2 separate regions of the Triticum aestivum genome follow, and region 1 is linked to region 2. Evidence: chromatin contacts called from public Hi-C data. All regions are on one chromosome and are shown on one strand. Each heading gives the region's core, a stretch centred on a gene start, on an enhancer-like site or on the middle of the called end of the contact. The rest is flanking DNA. Distances are from core to core; before and after follow the strand shown. Region 1 holds the start of LOC123158041 (CASP-like protein UU-1). Region 2 holds the start of LOC123155845.

Region 1 (2,830 bases), core at 19-2,518, 560 kb after region 2:
TTTGGGTCAAAAATGTGTAACGGTTGGATTTTTGGGTGAAGGCTATTTATACCCCTCCACACCCCTAATTACTCTCTAAGAGAGCCATCAGAATGAAACACTACTTCCACCATTCATTTTCTGAGAGAGAACCACCGACTCATGTGTTGAGATCAAGAGATTCCAATCCTACCATTTGAACCTTGATTTATAGGCTCTTCAAGTTGCTTTCCTTTCCAATCACTCTCCTACCCGAGCCAAATCTGTGAGAGAGAGATTGAGTGTTGAGGAGACTATCATTTGAAGCGCAAGAGTAAGGAGTTTATCACCAACACAACATCTATTACCTTTTGAAGAGTGGTGTCTCCTAGATTTGCTAGGTGTCACTTGGGAGCCTCCAAGTTCATGTGGAGTTGAACCAAGGAGTTTGTAAGGGCAAGGAGATCGCCTACTTCGTGAAGATCTACCATAATTGTAATTTTTATTACCTCTGGCGTTCGGCTTACTCCCGTGTTTGTAGTCGTTGCTAGGTGGCCTCCGGATCTGGTTGTAATTTTTATTACCTCTGGCGTTCTTTGTACTCCCATGATTTTTTTCTGAAAAGGAGGATGTACCCCCGGCCTCTGCATCTGGGCGATGCATGCGGCCACTTTATTAATTATTCACAAAGACTTTACAAAGTAGTACATTCGTAAGCCTGGAGCCACCATCATAGCAACACATGTTTCTATTCCTATCCCCTTGATGTAGGGGTGCCGAATGTCCGAGCCTAATACCAAACAGGCATCACATCAAAACCTAACATCTAAAGCCGGATGCGCCATCCTAGCCACATACCGGGACTGGGTCACACACCGGTCCTGCCCACTCACCGAGCCCGCCACCACCGTGTTCCACTGATCCATCTCCATAGCAAGGACTGGCGCAAACCTTGCCAGCCTGTCGTCGACGCCACCATGGCGTCAGACAGCGCCACCGCCCTGCGTTCGACCATCCAGCCGCATCCGTCGACGATAGGCGGGGCGGCTAGGGTTTCCCCCCGGGTCACCCGCGGGGGCGACGCGAGGGGACGCCTGGGCTGATCATGATGCAATAGTGTTTTGCACGTTTTGGAAGATGAATAGATTGGAAGTTGCTGGAAAAAAATCCGGATAAAAATTCAGGAGATATTTGCATCTTGGCATTTGAATTCAGTTTGTGCTGAATGAAGCTGGAGAAGGTACGTAGAGTCGTACCTCCGGTGGACTCATTTGGATTAGGTTACGGCCAAGTCTCCCCAGACATTTGCAAAGAAGCATCATCTGTCCATATATAGATTCAACCATAATTCCTCCAGGTCTTCTCTTTTCCCGATCGGTTTTTCATCCGGCGCGCGTGGGCTGACACCGCCGCATAGGACTCGTCGCGCCTCCGTCACCATAGTGGAGCTGGAGTCGCAGGACGCGGCGACGATGAAGGTGGCCTCCGCGAAGCACGTCACGACCACCGTGGCGCTGCGTGTCGGGGCCGCCGTTGCGTCCCTCGCCGCCGCCGTCCTCGTCGTCACTAACCGGCAGGAGCGCTGGGGGGTGGAGGTCAACTTCACCATGTTCGACGTCTGGGTGTACGTACCATCACCAATCTCTCGGCATGCAGCTAGCGCATGCTCCTTCCTTCGTTCACTCGCTAGTTAGATCGATTGGTCTCGATCTCCCGTGTGCTTCTGCAACCAGCGAATCGATGTCTGACCTGTTCTTGTTTCGTGGGTGAGCAGGGCATTCGTGGCGACCAACTTCTTCTGCACAGCCTACTCGCTGCTCACGGCGATCTTTGTCAAGAAGCTCATCGGCAAGCGCTGGCTGCACACCGTGGACCAGGTAACGTTACGTACGGCAAGGAAAAAAATATCCATCTAAGCTAGTAGACCATACGTCCATGCATCTGTGTTCGTGCACCCTGGTCAATCTCGACTGACGGACGGCATCGTTGTTATATCTGCTTTGTTGCGTGCAGCTGGTGGTGAACCTACAGACGGCGGCAACGGCGGGCGCAGGGGCCATCGGGTCGGTGGCCATGTGGGGGAACAAGACAAGCGGGTGGTACGCAGTGTGCCGCCTCTACCGGAGGTACTGCGACGCCGGTGCCGTCGCGCTCGCGCTCTCCTTGGCCGCCTTCCTCTCTCTCGGCAGTGCCTGCGCACTCTCCCGTTACCCCAGGACGCCGGCCAGACACTGACCAGTCAGTTAGGAGTAAGACCTAGCAGCACCTTGATATGTTCAAAAGTTAATATCATCAGATCATGTAAAGTTCTTGGGAGTACATTGTTTGTCCTTTTGGATCTCAATTACTAGTTGGTAGGTTAAGCAGCAGTATCCATTCATAAAATCATGAGCATGAAAGATGAGACGCATATATGCACCGTATATACCATACTGTAAAATTAAGCTGGCTATTTATGTGTTCTGAGGAGAAAAGGGGAGGTCTCTTACAAAAGAAACACACCGTGAAATGATCCTCTGGATCACGATGCTGAAAATGATGAGACACAAAAAATAGCTGAGCAATGCACGGCATCATGCTTAGGTGCAGCGCAGGATGCCATCTCCGTGCTGCGAGCAAGGAAGAAGGCTAGCTCATCCGCCATTGCTGCCGGCACTGAGCGCTTCATTCGACTTGACAAAACGGCCTTTCACCCGCTTACGGGTATCCGCCCTCAGCTTCCGGGACTCATACCGGATGTGCTTCTCGTACCTGCAGGGAGCACCAGAAACGCATGAGAAAATTGCAACCGTCTATGAGGAGTAAAAGAAGACGGGTTAGCTGTTCATCGGTTCATGCCTGCGATTCTTCCTCTTCTCTTTGTACCGCTGCA
Region 2 (3,117 bases), core at 341-2,840:
CGGCCATACACCGGAGCGCCACCGTTGCGTGCAGGGAGGGTGATCCAGCTCACTCTTGGCACCTTGCTTGGGCATGGCGTCCAAGCCCACAAGGCCAGAGCCTTGGTCGTCGTCTTGAGCTTGGAAGCTGGCTCGATGTAGTCCAGCGAGCAGCCGGAGCCGACGGCCTTGGCGACCGCCTCTTCATCCCAAGCATACAGCGGCAGCCCCTCGAGGCAGAGGCACACATGGTGGCCGAGGTCGACGTGCTCACCATGGCCTTCCAAACGCCATGCCCTCATCTGCAGCTTGGTGTCGCCGAACGGGAGCTCGCGGCGGGATGATGCGATGTCCGCGTGGTGCTTGTGGATGAAGCGCACCAGGAACCGCTCGGGGAAGTGGAAGACGACGATCACGTCCGGCACCAGAGCGCCAATCCCGTCTGCGATGGCCGCCGCAACCTTGTTGGTGGAGGCGCGACAATCACGGTCGAACCAGGCCACCACCCCATTGGATTCCAGAAGCGCAGCCTCAGCTTGCATGGCCGGAGTGTTGTGGATGACGGCGAACACCTCCGGGCGGACGCTGTGGTCACCAGCCCATGCCGAAGACGCAGCAGAGGGAGCCATGGCAAACTGGGAGGACGTGGGTGGCGGGCGGGCACGGGGAGGTGCGGGCGGAGGAGCTCTGCGCGGAGCGGGCGGGGGCGCGCCGGGGCGCAGGTGCGGGCGTGGAGCGTGGGTGCAGCCGCGCGCTATGTGGCCGGAGCTGAAGCACCGTCTGCAGGTGACTGGGTCGCGGCAGTCCACGACGCGATGTCGAGGCTTGAGACAGTGGAAGCAGAGACCTTTTATCCATGCGGGAGGAGGGGCGCGAGGAGTGAAGGCAGCAACAGGAGCGGGCGGAGGGCGCGGCCGCCCACGCCTGACCTCGGTCCAAGGCGCCGTCGCTTCCTCCTCGAGCCCCGCAGCCGCCGCGCCGCGCGGGAGTGATTGCTCAGCAGCGGCCTGCGCAGGGACGGGCCGAAAGCACGCAAGCCATCCCGAACTGTCCCCTCCATTAACGCCTTCAATGCTCGTCAGGTTGGCGGAGCGGCCTGGAGCAGGAGAATTGAAGGTGGTGGTTGGGAGCGCGCGGGCGAGGAGCTCAGGCGGCGTCTCCAAGACGCAGTCCACCTCCGAATCCACGCCGGGAGGGCGACCAGGAGGTGGAGGCGGAGGAGAGCCCCAAGCTGGATCTGGATCGGAATCTCGCGCAGCCGGCAACGGAGAGCGCTGCGGCCCAAAAAAACCCCAAGGCAGCGGCTGGGACGGACGGGCAAGGCAGGCCAGGTAGGATAGCGTCTGGGACTGGGCGGTGGCCGGCGGCGCCGGAGGGGATGCCGCCGGTATGGGCCAGTGGGCGATGTGTTGGGGCGGGTCGGGAGCGGACATGTTATTGAGGGTCACACATCTGATCCAGTATTTCTTGGTCTTGTTTGTGGGGTACGGAATAAGGAACGGCGAGTTCTATCTCGTGTTCCTTGATTCCAGTGGCGAAGGATTTTGCGAGGATGGCTTCGGACGTGTCACCTTTGGTGACGTCCGCAACACCTTCAGCGTTCACGCGTAGTGCACGCAGCTATCTCAAGCCGGTATGAAGAAAGGAGAAGGATATGAAGAGGAACACAAGTCTACAGCCAATCGACTTTTTTTGTTTGTCTACGATGAGTACTTCTAACCATGCCCGTTCTGTGTTAGATTTCTGCTTGCGCAAGTGTGTTTAATGATATTTAAGAGGTTGTCACACCTTATTCTTCAGACGATCAAACTAACAGCAAATTTTGCAGTCGGTCAAAGTGCAAAACTGTAATCAGGATATCTTGGCATGATGACTTGCGATTGCTCTAGCTAGCTTGATGCATGTAGCATGCACACTTTGATTTTGGGTTCTTGGTATCTTGTCATGATGTGGTGATAATGCATATTTAGTTGGATGCCTAGCTAATCTGCTGTTGGTGTTGTGCGTTCATCTTATGTGTTTTTTTGGGCATAGTGTCTAAAGATTTGTAAGAAAGTTTCCCCTTGATGCTTCACTACTAGCCCCTTGTCAGTAAAATCTTGAGAGTCCTAGTTTAAGCACATCTTCAGGATGCAATTTATTTTTAGGTAAATGTTATTACTTCACATAGACATTTCAGGTAACATCAACTAACTATTGAATAATTCAAAGACAAAAAAATCAGTTACAGAATGAAGAGATTCATCCTTCTTTGTCAGGACATTATCTGTACATCTAATTAAACTGAACAGCATATTCACCCATCTCCTGGCTTAAACTGTCAAGAGAAATCTCTATGAGATAAGCAACGTTGATAATTGAAAGACTTGTCCTCTTTGGCAACAGACACAAAATTTGTGTAAGCTAGTGCAGCGACAAGTGAAAGCACCAATTAATGAGTGTCTTGAGTTTTCTTTTCAACTTCTAAGGCGTGCACAACATAAAAGCTGAATTGTAGCTTGAATCATGCCTGCATAGATGGAGGGTGAATGTGTTAAATTTCCTCGTTTCCTGATAATAGCATAGCAAAAAACAATCAGTTTCAGGTTACATTACATACAGCAATCAGTATTGCAGGGACTACAATAATAGCAAATCAAAAACAAACATCCATGATCACTGAGCATGCCAACTCCTACCGATATATTTCTCCATCTTGTGACACTCCCTGCTCGCCTCCAAGCCACAGTGCGCCGCAGTTCCTTCTTTGCTGGGTTTTCACCTACGACAGAGCAAAATATTCATTCAAGCACAGAACTTACCTTCAGCCTGACTAGTGACTACACAGTTTTCTGCACTGTTATTTTGAGCAACTTGTTTCATGCAACAGCAGCAAAACAGTACTCCCCCTGTAAAGTATTATAAGAGCGCTTAAATAACTAAATTAGTGATCTAAACGCTCTTATAATTTTTTTAGAAAAGGAGGATGACCTCCGGCCTCTGCATCTGGGAGATGCATACAGTCACTTTATTGATTATTCTCGAGGACCTTACAAAGTATTACAACAATGTGCCTGAATCCATCATCTTGGCAACACATGCCGCTACTCCTATCCAAAATGATGAAGGGGTGCTAGCTGGGCCACTACCCAAACCACT

What was found. Hi-C and Micro-C count contacts between places; a contact is called where the count stands out from the background.
Region 1: a Hi-C map of leaf shows a contact between it and region 2, with 4 times the contacts expected there. The contact joins the promoter of LOC123158041 here to the promoter of LOC123155845 in region 2. A contact is called at or near these places in 2 of 5 Hi-C or Micro-C datasets (both in leaf).

Annotation. Positions count from the first base shown.
Region 1 is chr7B:234,535,347-234,538,176 of IWGSC CS RefSeq v2.1, forward strand. LOC123158041 (CASP-like protein UU-1) reads left to right here and starts at 1,269. Exons shown (of 3, transcript XM_044576184.1): 1 at 1,269-1,582; 2 at 1,733-1,835; 3 at 1,972-2,292. The coding sequence starts at 1,431. The coding sequence ends at 2,193. It overlaps LOC123158040 (zinc finger protein CONSTANS-LIKE 14), which reads right to left. Exons shown (of 4, transcript XM_044576183.1): 3 at 2,797-2,830; 4 at 2,353-2,709. The coding sequence ends at 2,592.
Region 2 is chr7B:233,971,865-233,974,981 of IWGSC CS RefSeq v2.1, forward strand. It overlaps LOC123155845, which reads right to left and starts at 1,591. Exons shown (of 1, transcript XM_044573990.1): 1 at 1-1,591. The coding sequence starts at 1,412.